Regions from separate parts of the Mus musculus genome. Here region 1 is linked to region 2. Evidence: chromatin contacts called from public Micro-C data. All regions are on one chromosome and are shown on one strand. The core of a region is the stretch at or near the end of the contact, and the rest is flanking DNA. Distances in the headings are between cores, read along the strand shown.

Region 1 (4,767 bases), core at 1,487-3,986, 430 kb before region 2:
GCCTGGGCTCACTGTACCACCTTTATTATATTTTTTTCCACAAGCAAAACAAAAGAAAGAGCAAGTGAGAGGCTGGGCTTGTTTGCCAGACACAGGCAAGTGGAGATGGAGGTTTCTGTGAGGTTGCAGCCTGGGAGGGAGGCAGGCAGTGGAGGAAAAGCAAGGGCATGGACATTAATTGTCTCAGTGTTCACGGTGACCTTTCTTGCTGTCACCGAGTGTCAGGCAGGTAGGTTTGAGCCAGCAGGAGGAGCAGGCTGACCTAATCAAGCACTGTGCTGTCTGGAACATTCCGAGGAAAGTCACCAACTGTGGCTGGTTGGGGGTCAGCGGCCAGTGTGTGTCTTACTGCTGTCGACTTTCTTCTCTGCTCTATTCGGCCCTCGGCTTCTCTTATTGACACTACTGCATTCTTCTCTATCCCCAGACAAGAAAATAGATTCCTAGAGGTGCACAGTCCATGCATGGATCGGACTCAGTGTTGAGAGTCAGAATTAGAAACGGTTGCAGTTTCCTTCCCTACCTGTTCCTTCTTCTTGGTCGCCCTCTGCCACCAGGGAGCCTACCCTTCTCCATATTGTCATTCACCGCCACCTGCAGGCTGTCATGGCCTCTGCTTTCTTTCCGAGGTGCCCAGGAACAGTGTTTGTCTAACATGCCTCACGAACTCCTGAGGCCTGTGCTGTTATTTCATATTTTATGAAGAGCTGTGTAAGTTCAGCATTCCATAAATATAAGATGGTGAATAGCAAATTTCCCCCATACCGAAGCCATTTCATTTTCCTCAGCAAAATGGCGCCTTTTACCTCCATGCAGAAAGCCCAAAGAGGGACATTTCTTCATTGCTCAAACAGCTTTAGAAAAAAATGTGATCACATTTTCCCCACAGCTAATGTGCTCTTATGTATAAAATTCAAATTTGAAAATCTGAGCAGATGGTCTCTAAAGCTCTTGTTTTCCCTTTGAATTTAATTTCTTCCTGCTTATAGCGGGATTACGAAAATCATTTGAAAAGAGACAATGAAATGTTTTCTATAAGTTGTAATAATCGTTATCTTGATGACTGCTCTGTCCTCAAGGTATTGTGGAGGAGAGACTGGACACTTGGATACCAGGTCGGGAATCTTACCTGATGTGTCCACAAAGAGAGATCAACGCTGTCTGTCAAGCCTAGCAAGTTGGGTCCCATGCATTCTGATCTAGACTAGGCTAAAGTTCATCTTCGTGAAATCTGAGACCAAAATGACGGGAATGAGCCAGCTGTATATGAGAATGCATAGGAGACATTAGCCTCTTGTAGAAAACATCATTTTCAAGGGCTTTAAGGGCTTTTTGTTTCATTTCACTCAGAAGCATTAATGAGCTAATTATCTTCTCACGAAAGGAAGCCCAGAGGACCTCAACTTAGCAATACTCAGTTGCTCATCAGCTTGGGGATAACATGTAATGAAATTATGTCATATTAAAAATGACTGTAATTCAGAGCCTTCCCTAACTTCAGGAGGGCTTCCAATATGGGTTGAGTAAGGAGACTGACACAAGGTGGTTTGGGGTTTACTTAAGAAAAGTATCCCCAGTAAGGCAAACAGAGACTGAATTTGCCACCTTTCTTAATGGGCAATTATCATACTTAAAGGTATCTGTCTATAGGAAGGTTCAATCAGACAACAGAAATGTGGGGGTTGATACCATCTTTTGGTCCCAACTCTATCCTACAAACAAGTTGAATATATAGATATTAGCCCACCTTCAACATTTTCAGGACTCAAGACTGAGACTATAAATAGAAGCCTACCTCCTAATTGTCCAGGGTTTTAACAATTGTATGGACTTTGAAAAATAAGCATGATTTTATAGTCTCTGGACCATTAGTCCAGTAAATTGAAGGCTATGTTTACATTTCGAACCCCAAGGCACATCAGAGGGCTGTTCTTAAACATGGCTGCACAGGACACATTAGCATCTGGCCTGCTACAGACCCACCTTTTCTTCTGGTCCTAGCCTCATCTGGTACTGTGAAGATCATCTGGCATTTGTGGTGTACATATCTCTAGGCTCACATTTTCTAGCTGATTTGTCACCTCCCGGCTCCCACACTGGGGATTGAACCTTGCATATACTAAACAAGTACCTTACCACTGAAGTAATCCCTAGTCCCAGGTTCATATTTCCAGACTTCAGCTCTACCCTTCCTTGCAAAGAGTTCTTCCTTCACAATCTTCGAGCTCCAAGGACAGAACTGTCCATTGTAATCTTTCTTCGTAAGAACAGGAACTGGGACTTTTCTGTGGAGGAAACTCACTCAGAATCTGTAAGTGGACTCAGAGTAGGACATTCCAAGGTGACCATTTAGAGGAATATCATTCAGAAGGTGCAGGGCAGGGAAATGTTCCTAGAGATGTTTATTAGCATGATGTGATATTCAGAGTCACCTATAAGTTCATTAAACCTTGGCACTCTTCACTGTAATATAAGTCTATAACCATATGTGGGCTAGGGTAGGGGGAGCCTCACAGGGCAAGACAGGCTCTTACCATAGCATTATGAACTGGGCAAGTTGTACCTGTTTGGTGATCTTGGTAGTTACCAATAAGGAAGACAGGGAAAAGATTCTGTTGAGTATCATAAGGATGCAAGTATCTATAGATTTGCCCCCCGTCCTCGGAGCTTACAGTCTATCTGGAAAGACCTCAGTCAGAAGTGTGCTACAGAGATGAAAGCCACAGGGACAAAGGAGAGACAGAAGCTAAATCAACAGTCAGCATTTCCATGAAAGTTGTTAAATACTAAGAAAGACTAAGTAAACCAGCCAGTCTTCCTGGACAAATACGGGAAAAGTTCTGCAACTCTTCTCAATCAGCGCTCATGACACTCATTGAAAGATGATCACCTTTATAGTCCAGGGAACATTCTGGGACTGAACAGGTTAACATTTTGGCTTCCATTCCTGGGCAAATCTAATGCAAACAGGATTAGGAGTAGAAAGGTTGCGTTCCCACTTCTCACACCGTGTGCCAACCCATCTGCCCACATGAACGTCTATTTAAAAGTGAAGCCAACCACACTAGCCCTGTCCTCACCTGTCCTTCTGATCCCTCATAGCAAGTGTGGGAGATGGGGGGAGAGCCCACAACTTGTTCCGAAAATTTGAGCTCCTGTGCAATTTCCAGTCGTGTGTCTGCTTGGAGGCACACAGCCAACAAAGCCATCAATCTGGCAGTTCTTTAAAGTTGACCCAGTATATATTTGCTAGGCCATTTGCGCCATCTGCCATGCAAATGTCCATTAAAGAGATAGCATTAAGTCGTGGGAATAGCAGGGTTAAAGTGCCATTTAGCGGGAATGTACCAGTTCCAGCAGCAACTGTCCAGGAGAGAACAAAGAGCTGGGAGAGCCAAGGGCAATAAAAAGAGGAGAAATGTATGAGCAAGCAAGGCTCCTAACCTTGCTTTCTCTTCACCCCAGGCTTACGCCTTCATGGTACCTTTACAGACATGAGCCTTAACTAAAAATGGTCTGCTCTGTACAACTGCACTGAATGCAAACACTTATTCTAGCCAGCTAGCTATGTAACTGGGGGAGCTAAAATAAGCTAAAGGGTGGAATTGTGGCGTTATGTTTTTATGTTTTCCTCCTTAAAAAATGTATATACAATAAGATTACACATGGAATGCATATATATATATATATATATATATATATATATAATGGAAAGCATCACCCATAATAATTTCATCCTCCTGAGTTTGTTCTCTTATATCTCTGGGTATCACCTTCTAGTTCTGATCTATATATGACCAATAGTGTTACTGTGTGTTGAGTCCTTGCTGCAAAATGTTGGGTATTAGCCTCTGATTATATATTTTGCTAATGTTTATGACAATGTTAAAAAGGTGATATTTTCCTCCAGTTTTATAGATGCACTAAGTAAGGTTTGAAGGAGTATTATTGTGATAGTTCAAGAAACAGAGCTTATAAACAAAAGACAGTGCCCCAAATTGGTTCACCTACTTCAAATATCCACGCTCTCAGCACTGTAGCCATGCCTAAGAGCACACGCACTCATTTGTTATGGCTGACATGGAACAATACAAATCGGTTTTGGCTTCGCTTTCTTCAGCTACCAGAAAGCCATATTTTTCATGCTTTTATCTTCTGCACTTATCACTTCTAATAGCTGAATAAATATCTACATATTGATATTAATTTATTAAGCACTATATTTAAGCACCTCATATTTCATCCTCATGCCTTCCTATGCAGAGCTAATGCTACAATGACCTTATTGATTCACAGAGGATGTTTTGCTTCTCTGGTCCTATTTCCTTAGGATGCCTTTCTGGTAATAGGCTACTCGGTCAAGAACTATGACATGGTGACTCTGAGCACATTTATCACTGATTTTCAAAAGTACTCCATTGGAAAGCTACTACATATATATATATATATATATTCACAACAAACACACCAGGGTTAGATGTTTCATTGATCTTTTTTCCTTTCTGCTTCGTTTGGTGCTAAGTGACCCTGCAAGTTGCATTGGTCTGCATGCTTTACTCCAAAGTAACAATAGGTGTCCCCTGTCTATGTGGCTACTGCCCTTACCTTGTCTCCTCCAGATGTTCTCTCCCTCGCCCATCTGCCTCAGAGCGCCTGTGCAAATATAACTTCAATCTTTATGTGGATTAACACTCTGTCTTCTTTCCTTTATTCTTGAGGGTGTGCCTGACAAGGAAATGCTAGGCTGACATATAAAACTCTCTCCAG
Region 2 (4,624 bases), core at 1,613-4,112:
GATGAATGCCAATCTGAATAGTTAGACAATTTTTTAAAAGAAGAGAAGGAGGAAGAGGAGAAGGAGGAGAAAGAAAGACAACTAGATATGAATCCATGTAAGTCAACCTGGAAAGTAGATAAGAGACTCAACACAGCCCTCAGCAATTATATGGTGTCCAGTGAGGAAATAAATGAAGACTAACCAAATGAAGGTGTGTACACTCTATTCAGAGGTTGTTACTAAGTAGAGAAGCCAGACACTGCCACAGCATTTGGCAAAACTCAGAGGTAGGCAGGAGAGAAGGAACATTGTATGGAGGGGAAAGAAACAGCTCTATGCTTGCCCATCGGGACGTCTGTTGGCCTAAGGAAGCTGAAGCAGGCTTACTAGAATCATGGTATCTTACATGACTAGTTAGGGATATATATTTGACTTTCCCTGGTTGGTCTTAAACTGGAAGTACAGACAACAATTATGGAAGCTGTCAGACAGTACTCAAATCTCGGCCATTTGGGGCCAATCGTATGATTGTTTGCCTTCCTGGAGCAGCTGATAGAGGAAGTGACCTGACTTCCTGCTAGCCTGAAAGGAGACGGCAGGCTGACTTCCTCTGCTGATTCCTCTAAATGATGGCTCTGTTCTCCCGGCTGGTTGCTCCAGACTGTGAGTCAGAGCTCTATTTTCATACACGGTCTGGCCTTTGTCCTTTCTTAGACTCAAATTCTCACCAGGAGAGCACATTTCTGGAAGATGGGAGCAGTCCTGAAGCCAGTGTACTCCGTGTCCTCCCCTCTCCTCTTGCCATTGGCTAGCTGGGCCAATTACATCACGTTTCTTGACTTCCTTTTAGCTCTCAGTTCCCTTGTGTATAGCATAGACATACAGCAAATGGGTCAGTGGGTAAAGGCACTTACCACTAAGCCTAATTAGCTAAACTCAATCCCGTGCCCCACATGGTAGGAGAGAACAGATTGTTGAAAGCGGTCCTCTGATTCCCACATGCATGTCACGGTATGCACGTGCCAACACATATGCACACACCAAATAAATAAAGAAAGAAATAAATGTAATTTTTAGTGGAGATAAGAGTCTAAAATCGAAATACGGTCTAAATAACACAGTTTCCATAAAAGCTTGGCCTGGTCACCTTGGGGGTGACCAGTCAGTAGCATCTGCTCTACTGCTGCCCCAACTTTAAATCTGTTCACCAGATTCAATGCAACAACTTAACCTAATAAAGGAGATAAAATTCCAGAGAGCAACATTTCAGGAGAAGGCCTATGATGAGGTTTGCTAGGCCATTAAGAATAGATGAGTGGTCCTGGTAATGACAAAAAGATTCATCAGGAAAAGGTATGTGAACTCCAGGGTGGAAAAAATAACACCAGAGAATTGCCTTTAATGTCCTTAATATCTTACGTTTAATAACTAGTCTGTCTGAAATTAAATGTGTTTTCTTATATGGCAGCAACATGAGAGGGTTGCAAGGGAACCGGGCATAAGGTAGAGAAGGGGTGGTTCCGTGAGTGCCTGGTTGGATGACTCTTGGACAGCACAAGCTAAGATTCAAGAGAAGCCTTGTGTCCTATGTGACTGGCAAGGGGTGTTCATTTGGCTGTGCTGTGAAGTGCTAGATGCAATCATCAGACTCACAAAGAAAGGAAAGGGGAAGGGAAGGGAGAGAAAACAATCTGCAAAGTTGAAAGTTACAGAAAAAAGAAAAAAGAATGCTGTAAAAACTTCATAACAGCCTCAGAGACAGGCACTCCATGACAGGCAAGAAAACCATGGAGCAGAGGGCACGAACCTTATGGGCAGTCAGAATTCAAGGGAAGGCTTAGCAGCTAAGTAGAATTTGGAGAGGGGTGACGGTAAAGGGGAAAAGATGAAAGAGCAAGAGAGGGGAGGGGAGGGGAGGGGAGGGGAGGGGAGGGGAAGGGGAAGGGGAAGGGGAAGGGGAAGGGGAAGGGGAGGGGAGGGGAGGGGAGGGGAGAAGAGAAGAGAAGAGAAGAGAAGAGAAGAGAAGAGAAGAGAAGAGAAGAGAAGAGAAGAGAAGAGAAGAGAAGAGAAAGAGAGGGGAGGGAAGAGAAGAGAAGAAAGAAAGAGAGGGGAGGGGAGAGAAGAGAAGAGAAGAGAAGAGAAGAGAAGAGAAGAGAAGAGAAGAGAAGAGAAGAGAAAGAGAGGGGAGGGGAGAGAAGAGAAGAAAGAAAGAGAGGGGAGGGGAGAGAAGGGAAGGGAAGGGAAGGGAAGGAAGGAAAGGGAAGAGAATTTGAATGTTTTCCTTCAAAGCACAGAGATATAGACGTGTGGTTATAGTAATGAAAAGCTTTTAAAAATCGGTAGCAGCAAGAAAAAGTTCATATGCCTCAAAGTTCATGTTCAGTCTTCCCTGTTAGCTATTGGCATCATCTATTTGAACACTTAGGGGACAGTTGTATTTTTTATATTAATTGTAAGTTTCTCTAAAGTGTTAAGTCATTTTCCTGTGGGAGAAGGTGCTTTCCAAAGGCTTCTGTTTTTAGCAAAGGGCTCTGTTTTTAACAGAACCAAACTTGAAGCTGTCATCCCCCACCCCCACTCCCACCCCATCCCGCAAAGATCCTAAGGACTTCGGCTAAGCAGCTCACACTGAGACAACCTTCATTCAGACAGCCTGGGTTTGTGAGAAAGGAAAAGAAACGTTCGGTTGATTTAATGAGAAGGCCTGTACCTTCTGGAGTGTGCAAGTTGCTAATAAATTGCATTTCTTCCTTTTATAAAGTACATTGCTAGTGTGGTGTTTTGGTTTGTGGTTTATGATAGGTGATATAGTTTCAAGGTTTGAATATGGGTTTCATTAATCCTTAATTCATCCCTCTAACAGAAAGGATGGAACTGGCTACCCTTGGTGCACAGCGCCCTCTAGTGGATGAAATAAAGTCTCTTATTTTGCATAGCTTAAGAGAATCCTATGGCTGCTAAATAGCAAAAGCAGACTCTCCCGGCCCTGTATAGGGGAGATTCTGACTGTATACACCGTCTGAGAATACAAAAGGAGGTCACACATACCTAAAGTGATCTGAAAGACCCAGGCCCTCACAGTAAAGGATAAAAGGCTCAGGACTTCCGCGACTATACATTTGTTAAAAATCTGAGGATGGCAGCCTAAGGCTGTCTGCACTCAGAAGTCTAACCAGAGAACTAAGGTAGACAGACAAATTTAATTTCACCATACGGGTGCAGGAATTCAAACAGAGCCACGGTGGCTTAAAGAAAATGATGTCACACACTTGATATTTACAACAGCTCCCGAGGTTAGACCCTTCTCACTCAGCCTGCCAAGCCACCAAATTGTAAAATGTATAGATCCCAACAAATGGGTGCTTGAAGGGATGGAAAGTTGATCTAGATAAACGGCTTCTACATGGTGGGAAGGAAGGAAGGAAGGAAGGAAGGAAGGAAGGAAGGAAGGAAGGGAGGGAGGGAGGGAGGGAGGGAGGGAGGGAATGAAAACCTATTCACAAGAGCCAGAAAATGGAGTCAGCCTTGGTTTTCATCAGCAGATGAATTCATATAGAAATGAATAATCTATAGACAGTGGAGTTACGTTCAGTCATGAAGAATGACATTATTTCATTTAGGAAAATATATGGGGCTGAAGGTGAAGCAAGACTTGGAAAGACCAACACTACTTGCTTTCTCTCATGAACAGAAGACCGTGAATGTTTTAAAGCAAGCCTAAGAGTGGGAGGAGGTGTTTGAGTTGAGAAGGAGTCCTGGGGGTGGGGGAAGGAAGGATTCAGGAAGGTGATGGAAGGGTAGATGTAATCAAAGCACATTATACAAACGTATGAAAATGTCATCATGAAATCCTCTATTTTGTGTAATTAGGATACAGTAATGAAAGCTTAACTCGCCAGATTCTCTTCTCCTCCTCACCAACCGACAGTTCTAGCAAATAAAGTTTCACCCATCCATGATTGGTCCTTTACACACTGACCATGGGTGTTCCTGAACTAAAAGGGCACAACTGAGTAGTGAGAAAATAAAGGAGACAAAGTCTAAAACACTTGCCACAGTGAGCTTTATGCAAAAAAAAATCAGCATCAACTCTAAATGATGGAGGGATGCTTGAGAGAAAGCAGCACGGAGTGATTTTCCCCTTGCTATGTGAAGGCTGTGTCATGCAAAAAAATGAAATAAGCCTCCTCATCTCAAACCACTGTGGTTTTGCCACACCAGCGTCTGAATGTGACCTGAGGAGGCACAGAGCAAAAGGACCTCCAACAAGAACAGGGGAGGATAGATCCAGAATCCAGGACACCTTCAAAGGAGCCCTGCCAACATCAGTGAAGGGGGGATATGCAAATTCAATGTCACCGTCACTGCTCTCTCACCAGTCGGGGAGTACACATGATCCCCACATGCAAATGAGACTATTTATCTGTTAAGCCAGACAAAGACAGGATACCCCCACCATCTCCAGATGAATTAATTTCCGTATCTCAGGAAGTCCCAGCCAGCTTTAATCAGAAACTAGTTTTTTGTTTCATGAGAAAATGGAAGAGGCTCATTGCATCCGATCCCAGACACACGTTGATAAATTCCTAAGCTTGGACTCACACCCTCAGGAGGGATACACTTCCATCGCCTTCCCGGCTCC

What was found. Hi-C and Micro-C count contacts between places; a contact is called where the count stands out from the background.
Region 1: a Micro-C map of the AtT-20 cell line shows a contact between it and region 2, with 3 times the contacts expected there. The contact joins two enhancer-like sites. A contact is called at or near these places in 7 of 484 Hi-C or Micro-C datasets (the AtT-20 cell line, cerebellar granule neurons, embryonic fibroblasts and 3 more) and 1 of 9 other capture datasets (embryonic stem cells).

What each region holds. Positions count from the first base shown.
Region 1 is chr10:91,730,725-91,735,491 of GRCm38.p6, reverse strand. No RefSeq gene overlaps it. Among named protein-coding and RNA genes, the nearest start is that of Gm31592, 160 kb to the left of the region's middle. Within about 2 kb of position 2,736, at least 6 of the 459 cell types and tissues checked have an H3K27ac peak or open chromatin away from gene starts, as enhancers often do. A contact at or near this core is called in the AtT-20 cell line, where this site is marked.
Region 2 is chr10:91,296,264-91,300,887 of GRCm38.p6, reverse strand. No RefSeq gene overlaps it. Among named protein-coding and RNA genes, the nearest start is that of 4930534H03Rik, 78 kb to the right of the region's middle. Within about 2 kb of position 2,862, at least 4 of the 459 cell types and tissues checked have an H3K27ac peak or open chromatin away from gene starts, as enhancers often do. A contact at or near this core is called in the AtT-20 cell line, where this site is marked.